2 separate regions of the Mus musculus genome follow, and region 2 is linked to region 1. Evidence: chromatin contacts called from public HiCAR-type data. All regions are on one chromosome and are shown on one strand. Each heading gives the region's core, a stretch centred on a gene start, on an enhancer-like site or on the middle of the called end of the contact. The rest is flanking DNA. Distances are from core to core; before and after follow the strand shown. Region 1 overlaps Cpq (carboxypeptidase Q). Region 2 has its middle 110 kb from the start of Gm41290.

Region 1 (2,700 bases), core at 23-2,522:
TCCCATCTCATTCTCACCTCTACCCATATTGAGCTGATCAGACTGCTACCTTCCTGTGATAGTCTCAATAGAATTTAGAATCATCATGGATACATATATCTAGGCATTTCTATGAAGCACTTATTTAGATAACATTAATTGTGATGGAATCAACTGTCCTAAATGTGGGCAATACCATCCCAGGGACTGTAGTCATGGACTGAATAAAAAGAAGAAAGGGAGTTGAGCAGGGGCATCCATGCCTCTGCCTCCAGACTCCGTAGGCAGTGAGACCAGTTCGCTCACATTTTTGCCACCATGCCATTGCTGCTAGGAAGGACTACAGTCACTGAAACCATGAATCAAAATGAACTCTTCCTTTCTCAATTTGCTCCTTCCTTCCTTCCTTCCTTCCTTCCTTCCTTCCTTCCTTCCTTCCTCCCTCCCTCCCTCCCTCCCTCCCTCCCTCCCTCCCTCCCTCCCTCCCTCCTTTCTTTCTTTCTTTCTTTCTTTCTTTCTTTCTTTCTTTCTTTCCTTCTTTCCCTCTTTCCTTCCTTCCTTGCTCCATCCCACCCCTCTCTCTCCTCCTTCCTCTTCTTTCTTTTTCTTCTTTTGTTTGTTTCTTGTTTCATTTTTGGTATTTCATGACAGCAACAAGACAAGCAACTAATACTGAAAATAGACACTAAAAAATGATGCTAGTGAGGTGATAAACCTGATCATGTACTTTGCAAGCCTTCAAAACTGCTTGGCTGCAGAAAGGTGGAAGCATTTGGAGTTTTGAGCTAGGAAAGCTCTAGAACCCTACAAGTCCAGTTACTTTTAGAAGTTTGAAAAAATGGAGTTTTGAGAAAAGAATGGGCTTTGGAGACCTGGCTCATGAGGTTTCAGATGCGAGTGATGACTAACAGGAAGCAGGTTTGAGGCTATTTATATGATATTTTGTCAAAGAGTATGGCTATATTCTGCCCATGTCTAGGAACTTCAGTTATGCTAATAAACAACAGAATTGGAATATTTGTTTGGTGGAGGACATTCTGGTTATGGTATGGATGTTGCTCATTGTTCTTAAGCCAGATCTATAATGAGAGAGAACAAAAGTAGAGTAGAAGAATACAAAGAATATGCAATTTGGTGAGGAAAACAAGAAACTAGATAATGTTTTAAGCCCCACCCATAGAAGTGTCTATCTTGTGAAATCCAAACGCATTAGAATGGAAAGTACCCAAACTGAGAATGCCTCTGAAAATGTTCTGTTTCACAAATGCAATTCCCTAGGGAAATGTTTCTCCAAGCTTAGCTCACAGAAGCTGATGCAATTGTGGTCCTTGGGGAACAGACTCTATCCTGAGCTTGTAGCAGAACTTAGCAGTACCATTTACGAAGTACTAGTTTTTCAGGCCTGAACTATACAAGATTGAGGGGGTCATGTAGTATTGTTGAGGGGGAATCATAGAGTCTTATATCATGTTTCCAGAAAGCCATTGTGGCCAGACAATTTGTGTATATTTGTAGTCTCTACTAGTAGTACCAAGAGGAGGCCACTGTATGAAACTGTGAATGTTAAGTCTGGCATGGCCTTGGGGAGGGTAGGGGACAGGGGGTACAAAATGACAAGGTTTCTGACCCTGAGGGCTAAGCCAGTAGATGTGAGTCTCCACAAGTGTTGATGACTGCCATAGGCATAATCCTTGTTTGTATACTAATGTACATATTTTACATTCCTCCTTTAAGGAATGTCCTTGCTGTTAAGGTTAGTTACTCCACGATAATTAGACAGGACCAGTCCAGGAAGTGAAGGTGTGGCTAATGTCTCAGCAAAATGGTAAACACTGGGACCTTCAGGACAGCCTTTAAGGCTGTGGTGAAAAGCTCTAAAAACATGAGTTTCAAAATATATAATTTCTCACCTATACAAAAAATAAGGATGCAACATGAATTATGAGGGCCCTTATGAATCTAAAGGAACAGAGGCAGCTGCGTTAACAAGCAGTGTGTCAGAAAGATTTGAAGACAGGCAGATACAAATGCAAGCAGATTTCTGAGTTCAAGGTCAGCCTAGGACACAGTGAGTCCATGCCTAAGTGTGGTACAAATACTAATTTCAGAACTGGGTCCCACCCAGCTAGTTTATCTTCTGTATTTAACAAAGACAGGAAGATTTCTGAATTCTTTTGCAATATTAAAAGAACATTTGTGCTTGCAGTCTCCTAAGAATTAAGGGGCTGGGATAACAGGCTTCTAATTCATAGGATAATCAAAAGGAAATGTGAAGTAACTGACTGGACTGATAGTTAAAATAAAAGACTGGGCTTATGATCTGCAGGACTGCAGGAGATGATCTATCTAGAGAATTTTTAAGAATAGCAAGAGAGATCTGCTTAGAGAACTGTCTCCATCAGGACATAGAGAGCTGTTTGGAGATTTCCAGAGAAAGCAGATCAGAGAAAGAAGGAAAGCATAACAGAGAGAAGGCAGGCTGGAAAGCTGTCTCCAGCAGAACATAGGCTACCAACTTGGATCTAACTTGGATTTGAATTTGAGTACTTTGTTTTTGCTGCTCTCAGACACCTGTACTCTTAGAATCCCCCTCCAACCGAAGGCAATCCCTTCGGATGTAAAGATGAAGCCAAGTTGCAATGCAAACCTCTGTGGCATTGGAGATGGTAGAACCATGGGATTCCTGCTGAAGAAAGCTGAATATAAGAAGAAGAGCCTACA
Region 2 (2,700 bases), core at 199-2,698, 500 kb before region 1:
TAGTTTAATACCTTCCATGGTTGCCATTTTTCCTTTTTCTTTACTTATTTATTAATTTTTTAGATTGTTCTGCAAAGGAATGAGTTTCACTGTGATGTCTTCATGTGCATGTTCTTTGTCCTCCTACCCATTGTGCTCCCCATGCACCCCTCCCCCACCTGTTTTTTCTTCCCCAAGTTAACTCCCACTTTTGGCTTTGCATGATATATACTTCATAGCCTTACTTGTGTCCGCATAAAATTCCATTGTGTAGATGTGCTGTTTTCTTTACTTACTCATTGGTTGAAGGTCTTGTTGGCTGGTTCCATGTCCTGGCTATTGTGAATACTGCAGCAGTATACATGGATGCCTGAGTGTCTCTGTAGTGTGTAAATGAGTTCTGCACATGTCCCCAGAAACAGTGTAGTTAGTTCCATTTGCAGAGCTTTTTGTTTGTTTGTTTGTTTGTGTTTTTGAGACAGCTCTATGTAGCTCTGGCTGCACTGGAACTAGCTCTGCAGACCAGGCTGGCCTTAGGCTCAGAGATCAGCTTTTCTCTGCCTTCTGAGTGTGGGAATTAAAGGTATGCATTACCATGCCTGGCTATTACTTGCAGATTTTTGAGGAATCTTCCCACTGATTTCCATAGCTTATTAAAAAGAATCAACTCCTGTTTTCCTCCCTCCCTCCCTCCCTCCCTCCCTCCCTCCCTCCCTCCCTCCCTCCCTCCCTCCCTCCCTCCCTTTCCTTCCTCTCTCTCTCTTCCTCCTTCCTCCATCCATCCCTTTCTTCCTTCCTTCTCTTTTATGTTTAGAGTTGTGTGCCCATCCCAGGTGCTTTAGGCAGCCAGTTGAAAATTTATTGTTTCAGCTGTTTGGCAATACACTATTAATTGTGGATTTTTAACAACAAAAATAACCAGACAAGCTGGTTTTCTTTTGAGCACTGGCAGACGTGGTTTCAATTTTTAATTCTAAGTAACGTACATGGCACACACACTTGCCAGAAAGGAAGAGTCTTTTCTGGAAGGCAGCATGCCATGTGGCCCATCTTGCTTTCTACTGAGTGCCTTTTGGAATTTATATTAAAAAAATGAGGAAGGAAGAAAAACAAATGAAAGTGGTTGCCAGGGCAACTTGCATCTTTGCGCAGTAGTGGTTTTTGTGTCACTGGATTTTCTGATGTTGAGTTTAGTGGCTAGTTGTAGAGTTTTTCTTTGGAAAATTGCCTAGTCTAAAGCCTGTATACACTTTAGAGCCTTCAGACCTTCTGCAGGCTCACACAGACCTCATTCAACCTATGTTGGCGATTGGGTATGAATGGTTGGTTACGTTGGAACATTTTTCTGTAGCTGTCTGTTCTTTAGTCTATTTGCTTTTGGCATCTGAGTTTGTAACCTTCCCTGAATTACTCCTGTATGACTTCTTGTCACAATCCCAAATCCCAGAGGCACTTGCTAACTCAGCCCAGATGCCAGGATGATTCATCCCAGCTGGATTGCCTGATCCTAATGAGTAAACAGTCATATGTGCAGTTAAAACAGAAGTCAAAATGATGAAATTAGTCTTCAGGCTGTACTTAGTAATGACAAGGTTTCCTTTTGTAAAACCCAAGAACCACTCATGCAGGTACTAGCAATAAGGGACAAGCCAATCATCTTGTTCTCCTGTCTTTCAGAATCTATAGGAGCTATAAGGTGCATCTGTGTTAGGGACTAAGAAGGCCACTAAAGGCTAGATGGTGAGAGAAACAAAGTGATGTCTTTCCTCAGAGAGCATTGTGAAAATTAAATTTTCAGCTTTAGTGACTGAACTTTCCGGTTTCTCTTTGTCTCTATAAAGACTGACTTTGCTTCCCATGCTTCAGGTTCTGTAGCACTCTGCCCTTGCTTCTGGAGTCTGGAGGTTTACCTATTTCCCTTGCCACACTATGAGGTGCTGGTGGTATGTGTTTAGAAATGCTACTAGGAGGTCAGCATGCTGTAGGTAGCTTGATGATGGCCATATTAAGAATTAAGGAATTTAACAAATACCCCAATCAAGGCTACTGCTGTTATTCCTCCTCCTCATTCTATGTTTCTTTCTTTTTCTTTGTCTTTCTGTCTGTCTGACTTTCTCTGTTTTTTTTTTTTTTTTCCATTTTTGAGATAGCTTACCAGTGTACAGGTCTTCAAAATGTTACTTTCTTTTTGGGTCTCTGGAACCTAACAATGACTGGCATCTGGTAGGTATACTATACTTATTTGAACAAACGAAGGGACTATGCTTAGTTTCCTGAAGGACAAAAATCAGAATAAAACCAACCAATCCATTCTTATATATAACGAAACAATCTCTCTCTCTCTCTCTCTCTCTCTCTCTCTCTCTCTCTCTCTCTCTCTCTCTCTCTCAATCTCTCTCTCTGTCTGTCTTTCTTTTACACACACACACACACACACACCTGTAGAGATTTGAAGTGATCCATTGAAAGGTCCTTACCTTCCCACCTGTCTTAGTCAGGGTTTTTATTCCTGCACAAACATCATGACCAAGAAGCAGGTTGGGGAGGAAAAGGTTTATTGAGCTTACACTTCCACGTTGCTGTTCATTACCAAAGGAAGTCAGGACTGGAACTCATGAAGGTCAGGAAGCAGGAGCTGATGCAGAAGCCATGGAGGGATTGGCTTGCTTCTCTTGGCTTGCTCTGCTTGCTTTCTTATACAACCCAAGACTACCAGCCCAG

The links. HiCAR-type assays count read pairs that join an accessible place to other places.
Region 2: a HiCAR-type map of fibro-adipogenic progenitors shows a contact between it and region 1, with 6 times the contacts expected there. The contact joins two enhancer-like sites.

The regions. Positions count from the first base shown.
Region 1 is chr15:33,425,578-33,428,277 of GRCm38.p6, reverse strand. The region is part of intron 5 of Cpq (carboxypeptidase Q); the gene reads right to left. Among named protein-coding and RNA genes, the nearest start is that of 4930592A05Rik, 230 kb to the left of the region's middle. Within about 2 kb of position 1,272, at least 30 of the 459 cell types and tissues checked have an H3K27ac peak or open chromatin away from gene starts, as enhancers often do. A contact at or near this core is called in fibro-adipogenic progenitors, where this site is marked.
Region 2 is chr15:33,923,024-33,925,723 of GRCm38.p6, reverse strand. No RefSeq gene overlaps it. Among named protein-coding and RNA genes, the nearest start is that of Gm41290, 110 kb to the left of the region's middle. Within about 2 kb of position 1,448, at least 60 of the 459 cell types and tissues checked have an H3K27ac peak or open chromatin away from gene starts, as enhancers often do. A contact at or near this core is called in fibro-adipogenic progenitors, where this site is marked.